Linked DNA regions of Mus musculus: all the other regions are linked to region 2. A link is a contact called in public Hi-C and HiChIP or PLAC-seq data. All regions are on one chromosome and are shown on one strand. Each heading gives the region's core, a stretch centred on a gene start, on an enhancer-like site or on the middle of the called end of the contact. The rest is flanking DNA. Distances are from core to core; before and after follow the strand shown.

Region 1 (2,967 bases), core at 125-2,624, 200 kb after region 2:
GCTCTGCAAACAGTATCTCACGGCCAAGGGTGGGAGACAGAGAAACTCAGAGTTTAAAGCTCCTCGCGGATGCTCTAGGACCCCTTACATTGTGATGTTATGTTAGATTTTATTTTGAAATATATCTAGTGGTTCCCCATGTGGATCCTTGTTAAGAGCAAACTGAAAAGGCATGAAATTCCTTTAGCGTGAAGAAATGCACTTAATGAGTTCCAGAGCCCAATGTGAACGGCCTCAGCCCCTGAAACAGTCATCTGGATGCCATCGATGGTATTTTATTAGATAGGCATTTAATTAGAGGAAGCTTTTGGGCCAGATTCTTTCTTATATGTGTGATTCATATTCAGGAATTTCTTACACGGCCATCCCCCTCCCCACCCACCCCACCCCCGCTCTTTGGCCCTGCGCTTAAAATCTGAGTAGTAAGACTTTTTTCTCCTCAAGAACATCTTTGAAGATTTAAACCAAGTAATGAAAAAAAAAAAAAAAAAAGTCCAGGCCTGAAGAACCTAGATGCAGAGTCAGCCCCTGGCCTGCTGAGTCTTGGGGGGGGGGGGGGAGTTGGGGGGAGTTGACCTCAGAAGTCTCCCTGGTTGTACGTTGCCAAGCTTTTTGTAAAAGGAGGATTAAAATTCAGATAGGAAACATTTTTAACATTGGTGAATTGATGGTAAATGTGCTTAGAGGTTCGTTTTGTCCCCTTTTTCCCTTTTTATCTAGAGTCCCTGACCACAGGAGTTCAGTCTGCTTTCTCCCCGTACAGTGCTTTCTGCCCTCTCTGAGCAGCGCTGTGCTTGCCACAGGCGCAGCCCTTATTGAATGAGCCTCAGAGGTACAGGTGGACCCAGCCTGCAGTTAGTCAGTCAGGCTTGGTTTGACTCTGTGTGCCTCTGTCTTGATCGCTTGGCTTTGCCTGAGCCCTTTACGTGGGTTTAGCTAGAATTTCCATAGCCACTGTGGTTATAACTCCCATGGCAAGCTGTTTCCTGCTCCTCTCTCCCATCCGAACCCATTGCTCCTCCGTGTTCCTCCAAGGTTTCCCTCCATCACATTGCACGGCTCAGGTCTGTTCTGCTGTCGCTGAATTCTGCAATGAAGTGCAAGAGTTTCTTTAAACGCAAGGAACAGACTGTAGCTTCATGCTGGCCAAACAAACACACAGGAGGGAAAGCCTGTGTTGGGAACAAGATTTTAAAAGGGGGTGGGGCCAAAGAACTGATTGGCACTGCTTTTTCCTTTGGTTTAATCCACCCCTTTCCCATGTGATGAGCTGAAACTTAAAACAGGAAATGAACTCACTGGAGGCACCAGGTACTGGGTGTTAACACAAAGGCCTGGCATTCAGGCCAAAATTAGCATGCCTCTTAATATCATTTTTTTTTTTTTTTTTTTTTTTTTTACGAAAGAGGTACTAATGAAAAGCATTTAAAAAAAAATTCCATAATGATTCAGATGTGGAGTCAGCTTAAATCAAAGATCCACGTGGTCTGGTTGCCACCAATTGGACAGAAAGCTGTGTGGTTCTCCCTTTTAGTAGCCTAGATACATACTTCCGAGTATGTCTCCTGGGAGCAGAGTTGAAAGTGTGGGTTTATGTTAACCGGCTGTGGCAGGGACAAGGAAAGGGGTAGGTCTGTTGGAAAAAGGTCTTCATGAAGTGAAGAGCGTAGCACTCTCAGAAACCTCTCACCCAGAGACGTGTTGCTCTCCAAGAAAACAATGGAATGCCCGACCAGAAAGAAGCTAGGGAAGCGCTTAAAACTCTCAGAGAGAGAGAGAGAGAGAGAGAGAGAGAGAGAGAGAGAGAGCTCTCCACACAGCCTTGGCTTTGCTTGGTTCTCCATTGAGGTTTTCTTGGGTGACTCTGTTGAGCCCATGATGGCCACTGGGCACAGCCCGGAAGGGGGCTCCCCTGCATGTTTGTGGCTCTGGTATTAGATGGCAGCTTCGCATGCAAGGCAGCACCTGTCCTTCTTCCTAAGGACTCTGGGCCAGGTTAGCTGCTCTGCGATGTCTCCAGATGACAGTTGTTGGTATGGAAAACCTGCCCCTATAGTGGTTGGGATAGAGTTCGAAAGGTCACGTCAGCAAAGCAAAGGTTGGTGCTGCGCCTGTGTGCACTGGTGCCAGGCAGCACTGCAGCCCCCTGGGCTGGTTCAGAATATTCAACAGTGGTGGGAAATGGCAGAAGACAAAGGCCCTTACAGAGTCTGGAGGTGGGAATGGGGCATGCAGGGTTCTGGCCGGTCTGTCATCCCTGGTGATGAGCGTCTGTCTCACGCAGCTGCACCCCCAGCTCCCTTTCCCCTGGCTTCCAGTGTGAGAAGCAAGACCTTGACCCTCTGCCTGCAATGCTACAGAAAGACCACACTTAGCTCTTCAGTTACCAAGAATGCCCGCTCTCTCCAGGAGCATCTAGAGGGCTTGAAGGGTCATCAACCCCTTGCTCTCACCTCTTCCTGCCTTGGAAAATTGCTGCAAACCTCACTAACCGAATCTCACCAGCCCAGCCCATGTTTTTAACACAATTTCCTCCTGTTCTCTCTGTGTGTGCATTTAATCCTTGAGGTAATAATGTGTTGTATTAAAATTTTCTGATGCACTGAATTAATTCTCAAGTAGAAAAGGCTGGGGACTTCATTCTCATTTCTGTCATTTGTTTAATAAATTTAAGAAACATTCTTTCCATTGTTCCACTGTATACCGTTTTGTCAGCATGTACCTACCTGGGAGAAGACGCTCTGTTTTGAACATTCTGTCTTGATCCTTGGAGCATGGCATACCTTCTGTCCCCTGCACTGTTGGAACGCTGTTTGATGTCTTTTCAACCCAAAACCTTGCCTAAATACCAATTTGTACCTGGAATACCCTTTGTAGAACACAGCAGTCGCTCACCCAGCGGCACTTTGACAGACCGAATCATGGCCACCCAGGCGCCGGGAGAAGTGTACACTTGGCTTTTGTGGC
Region 2 (3,136 bases), core at 205-2,704:
TTTTTAGTATTTATTTTGTTTGTTTTGTGTTTTTGAGACAAGGTTTCACTATGTAGCCTTTACTGGTCTGGAACCACTGAAAAATTTTGAAGACTTGGGCTTCTTGGAGAGGTCCTCATCTCACCTTAGAGGGCTGGGCTGAGCCATCAAGTGTGATGACATACTTTTGCATATGGAGGGAGCATGGTATTGCAAACTTATCCCTCTGTACCATTGGAACTGACATCCCTCCTCCTCCTCCTCCTCCTCCTCCTCCTCCTTCTCCTCCTCCTGTTCCTCCTCCTTCTCCTTCTCCTCCTCCTGCTCCTCCTCCTCCTCTTCCTCCTCCTGCTCCTCCTCCTTCTCCTTCTCCTCCTCCTCCTCCTGCTCCTCCTCCTCCTGCTCCTCCTGCTCCTCCTCCTCCTCCTCCTCCTGCTCCTCCTTCTCCTCCTCCTCCTCCTCCTCCTCCTTCTCCTCCTCCTGCTCCTCCTCCTTCTCCTCCTCCTGCTCCTCCTCCTCCTCCTCTTCCTCCTCCTGCTCCTCCTCCTTCTCCTCCTCCTCCTCCTCCTCCTCCTCCTCCTCCTTCTCCTCCTTCTTCCTCTTGTTCAAGCATGCTTGGGGGAGGGGTAGAGTCTTCGTCAGGTGGTTAGGTCAAGGAATTCTCTGTGTGGCTTGGAAATTGAGGGGTGTAAAATTTCCATCCATGAAGTGGGATGTGCCGACTTCTGAGGTGGAGAGTGATCCCTAAGTCTGAAGCGGGGGCTCAGGTACATCCAGAATAGCAATTCCCAAGTCACACTGTGTCTCCCTAAGTAAGAACATGAGATCCAGAGCTGAGCGGTAAGATGACACCCTTGTGTCACCACACCTGGCTCTGTTGTTCGAGATAGGGTCTCCTTATGTAGCCTGGGCTGGCCTCAACTCTGTCATCCTCCTGCCTCAGCTTCCTAAATTGCTGGGATTGCAGGTGTGTGTTACCACACCAGACTCAGTTATTTCTTTTTAAATGCAAAACCAATAAAGCCACTGTGAAATGATTAAAAAGATGAAGTAATCAGGCAGGGTGCACAGTCGCACCGAGCTCTGAGCCCAGACTGCTTTCTCCTTCCTGCCTGCCTTATTTAACTTCTTTCCTTAAAGTTTTAAAAATAGATGATGTCTCTTTTTATTTTTTATTTTTATGAGTAGCTTTAGGTTCACAGAGGAATGGAGCAGAAGTTAGTTCCCATATCTGCTCTCCACCTCCTTATTATAAACATCCTGCACTCTCCTTAATTAATTTTTTTTACAGTGTTTCCTTTTTCAGTTATAATCTAGTCTACATACGTTTTGTGGCTTTCTTTCCCCCAGTAATCTTGCTTCAGTAATCCTTAAACCAACACGATTAAGGTCAAAGGTCTCTTCAGGTCATTTCCTGTTGACCTTTACTCAGAGGAATTTGGCTGTGTTCATGTGATGGGGAGGGTGGCTTGCTTTGTGATATTTATCCTGTAGAGATTCCCAGGGTGAGTTTAGAAGCGCTGAGGGCCCTGGAGGGCTTGGCCCCTCCCATCTCTTTTATCCTTGGCTTCTTTCCCCTCAGAAGCTTTTGGTGGTGGGGTGGGGGTTGGGTTTCACTTTCTGTCAAGAGTTCTGCCTTCTCTGAAGTTAAGAGTCCAAGCAGGAATGTTTTTTCAGCAGTCTTAAATGTGAAAGCTTGCCTAGGTCAGAGCCATGCCTGACCAATGCTCTTGTGGGCTCTGCCTGCTCGCCCGCCGGTGGGTGGGGGTGGGAGTGGGTATGGCTGGGCAGCTTTGGGCATGGGGACTGCTCTCTCAGAGGTGTCAGCAAGTGTATCTTCCCTGTGTTCTAGGAGATGGTATACTACCTTTTGTGCATTAGAAGGAAAAAGAACCCCAAGTCTCTCAGACCTGAGCTGATCTCCTAGCTGCTTGGCCACAGTTCATGAAAGCCTTGGATGTGGTGTCTTACTGGTGGCGGCAGATCTGCATTTATTCATGCTCTAAACCTTCCCAGTGTGTGTGTGTGTGTGTGTGTGTGTGTGTGTGTCTGTCTGTCTGTCCATGTGTGTGTCTGTGTGCTGTGCGTGCTTCTGACATGTTTCTCTTAATGGCAGATGCCAGGTTGGTGTCTGGCAAAGTTAGGAGTGCTTTAGCAATGCTCTTGCAGGCTGGGAGAGCTTAAAAACAAACCCCCTTTCAGACCGAGAAGAAGAAAATGCTTGTTTGGTGCTATGATATCATACATTAGTAACTTAGAAATTAAACTTAGCGTGACCTCTCTAAACACCAATGATTATGGTCTTTGGCTTAATTCAGAGTAAATTGCCAGATTGTGGGCTACTTTCATGAGTCATTCTGCTGCAGGAGCCCCAGTAGGTACCCAGGTAGGGAATGGCACCTTCAGAACATTGAAATTAATAGGTAGGCAGGAGGGCCAGAGAGCTCAGGGAATCAGTGAGTGTGTGTGCGTGTGTGTTCGAGTGTGTGCATGTGTGTGCATGTATGTGCGTGTGCATGCATGTGCCAGTTGGCTGGCCAGATAGAAGAGTTTGTTGGAGCCACATTGAGCACCTGGACTGTGTCTGCCTGGCAGGCGCTGGGCAGTGTTTCTGGAACTCATTTGTGGGAGAGGAGTTGGGAGCCCTTTTTTTTCTAGATGGAAAGATTGGGGCGTCTGGATACCTTCTGCAGATGTGCACAAGAAAAGATGTGGTTATCCTTGAATGAATCTGGAGGTTTAAGACTTGTACTTTGTATTTGATTAAACAACAAAGTATCACATCTGTGGCTGCCTGCTTGTGTCCGACCTCCTGCTGTGGACTCTCTGAAAGCTTTATTGCTCTTTTAGAGAACTTAGATTTTTGTTTAATAGGAAACAAGCTCCCACCAAACAGTTTTATGTCCTTTCTCTGCGCTCTGACCATTTGTCTGAGAGGAAGGAGTCTAGAGCTATGATCTGGGCCAGGGGCTTGTCAGAATTGTCCCCAGTGCAGGACGCTATTATTGCTTCCTTGCTGCCCTGGGTCTCAAAAGTACTAGAAACTTGGTATCCTTGAAAGTGTTAGTGTTGGGGTTTGTTTTAGAGTTTTTCTTTAAAATTTTGCAGTTCTATAATTTGGCATGCATTGTGTGTGTGTGTGTGTGTGTGTGTGTGT
Region 3 (3,087 bases), core at 173-2,672, 220 kb before region 2:
TAGGCGGGGGCGGGGCGATGCTACAGAGCTGGTTCTCTATGATAGGCAGGGGCGGGGCAACGCTCCAGAGCTGGTTCTCTATGATAGGCGGAGGCGGGGCAACGCTACAGAGCTGGTTCTCTCGACGTTCATGCGTACTGGGAATGGAGCCATAGCACCATGCCTGCACAACACACACTTTTGCACACTGGGCTATCTCACTGTCCACCCCCCCCCCAAGACATCTCATTCCCCCCCACTAAGCTATCTCACTGCCCCCCTTACTGAGTTATCTATCTCACTGTTTCCCCCACTGAGCTATCTCACTGTCCCCACTGAGACATCTCACTATCCCCACTGAGTCATCTCACTGCCCCCCACTCAGCTATCTTAATGTCCCCCCACTGAGCTATCTCATTGTCCCCCCACTTGGCATTTATAATTGGACCAAGTTTTAGGCATCCCCAGAAGTTTTATTACACTGATTATTTCAGTGCAAATCAGGACAAAGTATTGACACCTCTCAGGTTGTTTAATTAAACTATGATTATTTTAAATGAACAACCGATAGTCTCTCTACAATGTGCCATTCTTCTAGGTAACGAGGACAGTGTTGATCATCAACAGCAGACAGCACATGGGACTTGCTAGTGGTGTTCAGAGCGGGCAGCTTTCTCCCAGCAATGCTAACCCAAGGTCGAGTTCACTAATTAGCCACTGAGGTACACTTTGCTACAATATCGATTCCAGGCCTTTTCCTTCAACAGACACCCAATTAAATTGTCTTGGTCAAAACAGAAGTAATTGAGACTCCCAGAACAGCTGTAAAGATCAGGTGGGGTAGAGAGAATCCCTTTAGCTCAGACAATAAACCCTGCAGCTCAGCACACGGCCTCGGGTCCTGCTACCCCATTCCCCGGCTCTCAGAAGGAAACGTCTCCAAGCTGGTCTTACTCACAGGCTTCACTCCACTGCATATGCAAAACTTGCTAAGAGACTAAGTGTTCTTGTGAAGAAGGAAAAAAAAGGAGGTATGTGAGGTGACAAATATGCTAACTAACTTGGAATCATCATCTCACAACTTGCAGTTTGTCCTGTACATTGTAAGAAAGCTTGGGGGAAATACGCTAGATTAAAAGGGGCATTCATAGTACTGATATTTGACAAAGCCACTTAGATACGCTTTTCTCGAACGAGTCCTAAGGCGTGCCACTTGTTCCTGAACAGTGTGTGTGCATTACAACAATCCAGTTTGACACTCCCTGAGTTCTGTATCTTATTGGTCGGTATTTGTGATTTGTAGCTCAAAGCTTTGTGCATCACAGGTTATGCACACAGCGTCCACGAGAGGGCGATATAGCCTCGCTTTTAAGTCCTACACCGTCAGCGCAAGCGCGGCAAGAGTTCGCGAGCTAGGGGAAATCATTACCAACTTCCTTTCCACGGTGAAGTCAGTGACCCTTCTGTCACTTGGCAAAGCAAGCCAGGCAGCGAGCCTCGAAAGGCCGTCCTTTAAGTTAATGATTTATTGATTTTGCTGCCTGGTTTTGCTTTCACTGAGCCGGAGAGAAGGGGGTTGTCTTTTTAAACGTTCGTAGCTTGTTTGCTAGAATTCTAAACAGAAAGCTAAGCCTTCCTAGTGTGTTGGAATGCTCCATGTATGCAGTGGCTTTGTGGATGCTGACTGAGGACCTGCCCCCTAGCTGTTTAGTTCAATGAGAAGAAAGCAGGAAGACCAGAGATAATATAAGCGACCCAGCTGCCCTAGGGTTGCATTAGACCCAGCCCTTGACCAGAGCCTGGCCTCAACTTCTCAGCGTGGGTTTGCACAAACCACAAGTGAGGCCAGCTGCTCAGAGAATGAGTCAGCCCCCAGAATTCCATATGCAAATAAAGACAGAGCCGTTCCCCCAGACGCCTGGATGAGTTCCTGGAAGATCAGAATGCTTGGCAGTTCCCACTGAAGGTTTGAAGCCGCTGGCTGACTTCTTCTGCACATGAGATCTGACTCCTAGCATCGTTTGCACCCTGGAGACCAGGAAAGACCATACTGCAATGTGCTATGTGTCCATGTCAAGAGGTCTCTGGTTTTGTGCCTTTTTGCCCCATGATAGAAGTTGTTCTGTTTCAGAACAAGTGAGACGTCAAAATAAGAAAAGGGGTGGGTCTCACTGCAGATACTTCAGTCTTTAAGAGAAGAAATGGTTCCCTGTGGTTAGCAAAAGAGCAGAGCTCAGACTACCTCTGTTCAGAGCCTGAAGCACAAAGTTCTCCAGGGAGAAGAGGAGACCACACAGCCAACCCCAGGGTCTTCTTACCTCCTGGAATGGCCACTCTTCTGGATAGCTTTATGTCAACTTGACACACGCCAGAGTCATCTGAGAGGAGGGAACATCAATTAAGAAAATGCCTCCACACTGTAATTGGTAGGGGTGGCCCTAGCCTACAGTGGGTGATGCCATCTCTGGACTGGTGGTCATGGGTTCTATAAGAAAATAGACTGAGCAAGACAGACGAGGCAAACCATGCAGAGCAAACCAGTAAGCAGCACCCATCCGTGGCCTCTACATCAGTTCCTGCCGCCAGGTCCTTCTCCTAAGTCCTGTCCTGATTTTCTACAGTGATCTGGAAGTGTTAAGCTAAATAAGTCCTTCCTTCCCCAGCTTGCTTTTGGTCATGATATTTCATCACAGCAATAGAAACCCTAACTAAAGCAAGTTGGTATCAAGATGGTAGGGTATAGTAGGGTAGAGCTATGACAACCCTGACCATGTTATTTTGGGGAAGATTATGGAAGGACTTTGGAACTTGAGGCTAGAAAAGCCAGAGTGCTCAGTACCTGGTGAGTGTACTGTAGGAGCTTGGAAGATAAGAATGTTAAAAGCAGAACAGAAGATGGGGCCTAGGGGGGCGGAGATACGGCTCAGTGGTTAAGACTCTTCTTCTAGAGGTCCTGAGTTCAATTCCCAGCAACCACAAGGTGGCTCGAAATCACCTGTAATGGGATCCATTGCCCTCCTCTGGGGAGCATGAAGATGGTATACTCATAAATATTTTTTTTTTAAAGATGAGGCCTGTCTTGTGAAGTTTCAGAGGGAAGTTTAAAAA
Region 4 (3,078 bases), core at 286-2,785, 150 kb after region 2:
AAGTTGACAAGAACTAACCAGCCCTGGTTTGCTTGTTCAAGTACATACTGAAAGCAATAGGTTAATCAGTCATATCTAGTAATATAAAATCTTTCCCCAAAAGAAAGGGGAAAGATTTTATGATAACTCACATACTCAAGAATTACTTCCATCAAATCAGACAGTGACATGGGTTTTTTACCCACGTTCTATGCATATGAGGTCCCCTCCTAGATTCATCTGGGATTATACCTATGTCCAATATTCAGATTCAAAGCAGTGAGATTTGTTTTATAATGGATCTGGCTACATAACCCAGACTGGCCTCAAATTTGCAATCCTCCTGCCTCAGATTCCTCTGAGAGCTGCCATTGCAGGCATGTAGTGATTTAGTTATTTTAATTTTTAAAAATTTATGTTCATGTGTATGAAAAAATAGATGCCATGTGAATGTGGGTGAATGCTGGGAACTGAACCTGGAACCCTCTGGAAGAACAAAAAGTACTGACAATTAATATTATATCATCTCTCCAGACTCCAACTTATGTGATTTTTTAAAAAAAAAACATTTTTTATGTAATTTTAAATTGAGGAGACTTTGCATAAAAAGGACTTTAAAGCCCTTTCTCAGGGTTGAGAAATATGTTCCTGTTCTCTCCACTGAGCAGTTAGAAACCTGCAGAGCCACAGCCGTAGAGCCACTGTCACAGATTCCTCTGTGGACAGAGGACTCCGACTTCAGAGATTGACTCCCGGGGGGAAGCTGGAAGCCAAGGTCACGTGGCTGCATGTGAAGGAAGATGAGAACCCAGCAGCATCGCCGGCCGTTGGCACTACAAAGCCCTCCCTTCTGCTCAGATAGTCACTTTGCCCCTTTCTTCAGAACAGTGATTTTTTTTTTTGAACGTCATGTAATATCAGGTGTTACACCCTCACCCCCAAACCTCCCAACTCCTGAGAAAACCCGGGTTCTGAGGCTAAGGTGCATTTTGTGGCTTAGACCACTGGACTGGAAGAGACTAGGTAGACCCTAAGAAACAGGCACGAGGTTTTCTGGCTGGAACGCCTATTCTTCAGTGGCTGCAACCCGGTTTTTCCTTGTCTTGTTCATTCTTGATGTGCTATTTTGTTCCCTTGCCTGTTAGATGAAAGCTTTAGATCTTTTGATATTAATGAAATTTAGAATTTCTTACTACTACAAGGACTAGTCTCTCATGTCAGGAGCAGACTAAAAACCCCACCCCCGCCCCCCAAAAGACTGGATGTTCTCTCTGAACCACTTCTTACACGTGTTTTCCAGAGAGCAGCAGAAATCCCCCACACCTACACACACACACACACACACACACACACACACACACACACACACACACACACACACACCGTGTGCCCAACCCTGGAATTCAGGAAGAAGGGAGTTCTGTGCTCAGGACACTGGTTACATGGTCCATGAATTACAGCGTGGCTGAAAGGACCCATTCTCTCCTGTCCTGGACGCTGGGGCTCCCTGAAACCCAATCTGATGTGTGCTTAATGAGTGTTCCCAACACCAAGGCTCAGTGCCGAGGGAAACAAGGAGACAGTGTGTCCTTACAGGCAGCATGGCCACCCATGCTTCCGCACAGGGCAGAATGGCAGCGTTTGTGTGTAGACTCACGGGCAGGCCTAAACATTTAGCTAAATCCTCCCAGAATGAAAGCTTTGTTCCAGCTCCCGAGAGCTGAGGTGTAAAGTTTTACTTCCTGTCTGTGGTGATCACGCTGTTTCCTGTCCAGGGTACCAGACAGCTCTTCACTTCTCGAGTTATTCACCATCGTTTTATCCCCTCTGAAGCACCATGGTTGTCATTACCATGGCGGAGACTTGATAGAGTTTACTGTACTGTGCTTGCCCCTCTAGTATTTTGGAGTATCCCGAGTCCTCAGCCCTGTGGAGGAGGTCCGTCATAGTGTCCCTGTCACAGAAGTGGAAATTAAGGTGCAGATGAGCACAGCCATGTTACTGTTCACGGTGCTGCCTTCTGTGTTGAAGTGGCCTAGTGTGCAGCACAGATGAGGTTCGTATGTGGATACTTATTGATGTCAAGTATCTAACTGCACAGGAGATATTCCCTACAGGGAAAACTGCAGTCAACCCCTGTCATGATTTGAAATAGATAGCTATGCACCATATAATGTCATCCTGTCCACTGTGAACTGCCAGCCACCATGGTGGCCCCAGGGGATGATAGTGGAGCTGAAGAATTCCTGGAGCCTTTGGACAGGATAGCCACAATACTGCCCCCATGGACTGTGACAATGCTGGTGTAAACTACGGCAGCCATGCGAAAGCATATCACAGGCATTGTGCACAGTGTGTAGTGCTAGCGATAACCAGAGACCATGGTCCCCTGCGCCTATGCTGTGTGTCTTTGGCAGTGGGCCAAATAGATGCAGATATACACCATGTGATACGGTGTTCATAGTGTGGTATGCCATGGGGTGTGTCATTCAGGCTAGAGAAGTTCACTGTGACGTTTTGTGACCATATCACAGCTGCCAAGACATGCTCTGGGGACTTCTCCTCAAGCGGTCAGCATAGTATACTCTTGAAGTACGTTTTGAAAACCCTGAGCCGTTTTGAACTTTGCAAGCTGTCTTTCCATTTTTTTTTCTTCCTCTTAAAGTTTCTGCCCTGAGATCAGCTTCCCCCATTCATTCTGAGATGCTCCGTGGGTCTTTACAGGTGGGAAACATAAAGTTTTTGTTCCCTGTGTTTCCTTTCCTATTAGAATTTCATCCTCCTTGGTCCCTGGTGTGGAGCTCGGATTCAGATCTCAGAGGTGTTGTGGAAGATCTGCAGTCTAACCCTGCCCCGAGTTCCTTTCTTACGTGTTGCTGCCAGTCCCCAGCATCACCCTCCCCCGTCACCCTCCCCTCTAACTCTTACAGCTAAGATTTTACTTCTCCCTCACCATGTTTAGTCCTAAGAACTCTCACACATTTACCAAATATCCATCCTCCTCCACAGCCTCCTGGGTTTAGCTGTGTCGCTTTGTAAATTACAGGCTCTCGGGTACCGGAATACACAAGCTTTAAGAGAATTTTACCTCACCCTTTG

What was found. A called contact is a pair of places that touch in the nucleus more often than the background predicts. HiChIP or PLAC-seq counts read pairs in DNA pulled down with a chosen protein or histone mark.
Region 1: an HNF4G HiChIP or PLAC-seq map of pancreatic cancer cells shows a contact between it and region 2. The contact joins the promoter of B930095G15Rik here to the enhancer-like site in region 2. A contact is called at or near these places in 4 of 484 Hi-C or Micro-C datasets (the AML12 cell line, embryonic fibroblasts and stem cell-derived neurons), 3 of 115 datasets of contacts at active chromatin or transcription factors (fibro-adipogenic progenitors, pancreatic cancer cells and vascular smooth muscle cells) and 2 of 9 other capture datasets (embryonic stem cells and pancreatic islet).
Region 3: a FOXA1 HiChIP or PLAC-seq map of pancreatic cancer cells shows a contact between it and region 2. The contact joins two enhancer-like sites. A contact is called at or near these places in 13 of 484 Hi-C or Micro-C datasets (the C2C12 cell line, adipose-derived mesenchymal stem cells, bone marrow-derived macrophages and 5 more) and 2 of 115 datasets of contacts at active chromatin or transcription factors (extraembryonic endoderm stem cells and pancreatic cancer cells).
Region 4: a Hi-C map of forebrain shows a contact between it and region 2, with 2.4 times the contacts expected there. The contact joins two enhancer-like sites. A contact is called at or near these places in 1 of 15 datasets of contacts at CTCF or cohesin (the NIH/3T3 cell line), 6 of 484 Hi-C or Micro-C datasets (adipose-derived mesenchymal stem cells, embryonic stem cells, forebrain and 3 more), 7 of 115 datasets of contacts at active chromatin or transcription factors (the NIH/3T3 cell line, T-cell acute lymphoblastic leukemia, bone marrow-derived dendritic cells and 4 more) and 1 of 9 other capture datasets (embryonic stem cells).

Annotation. Positions count from the first base shown.
Region 1 is chr14:121,247,332-121,250,298 of GRCm38.p6, forward strand. B930095G15Rik (RIKEN cDNA B930095G15 gene) reads left to right here and starts at 1,375. Exons shown (of 1, transcript NR_155502.1): 1 at 1,375-2,967. The region is part of intron 13 of Farp1 (FERM, RhoGEF (Arhgef) and pleckstrin domain protein 1 (chondrocyte-derived)); the gene reads left to right.
Region 2 is chr14:121,051,712-121,054,847 of GRCm38.p6, forward strand. The region is part of intron 1 of Farp1 (FERM, RhoGEF (Arhgef) and pleckstrin domain protein 1 (chondrocyte-derived)); the gene reads left to right. Among named protein-coding and RNA genes, the nearest start is that of Farp1, 18 kb to the left of the region's middle. Within about 2 kb of position 1,455, at least 136 of the 459 cell types and tissues checked have an H3K27ac peak or open chromatin away from gene starts, as enhancers often do. A contact at or near this core is called in T-cell acute lymphoblastic leukemia, forebrain, liver and 2 more, where this site is marked.
Region 3 is chr14:120,830,654-120,833,740 of GRCm38.p6, forward strand. No RefSeq gene overlaps it. Among named protein-coding and RNA genes, the nearest start is that of Gm33173, 16 kb to the right of the region's middle. Within about 2 kb of position 1,423, at least 277 of the 459 cell types and tissues checked have an H3K27ac peak or open chromatin away from gene starts, as enhancers often do. A contact at or near this core is called in liver and pancreatic cancer cells, where this site is marked.
Region 4 is chr14:121,197,611-121,200,688 of GRCm38.p6, forward strand. All of the region lies in intron 2 of Farp1 (FERM, RhoGEF (Arhgef) and pleckstrin domain protein 1 (chondrocyte-derived)), which reads left to right. Among named protein-coding and RNA genes, the nearest start is that of B930095G15Rik, 50 kb to the right of the region's middle. Within about 2 kb of position 1,536, at least 108 of the 459 cell types and tissues checked have an H3K27ac peak or open chromatin away from gene starts, as enhancers often do. A contact at or near this core is called in T-cell acute lymphoblastic leukemia, forebrain and muscle stem cells, where this site is marked.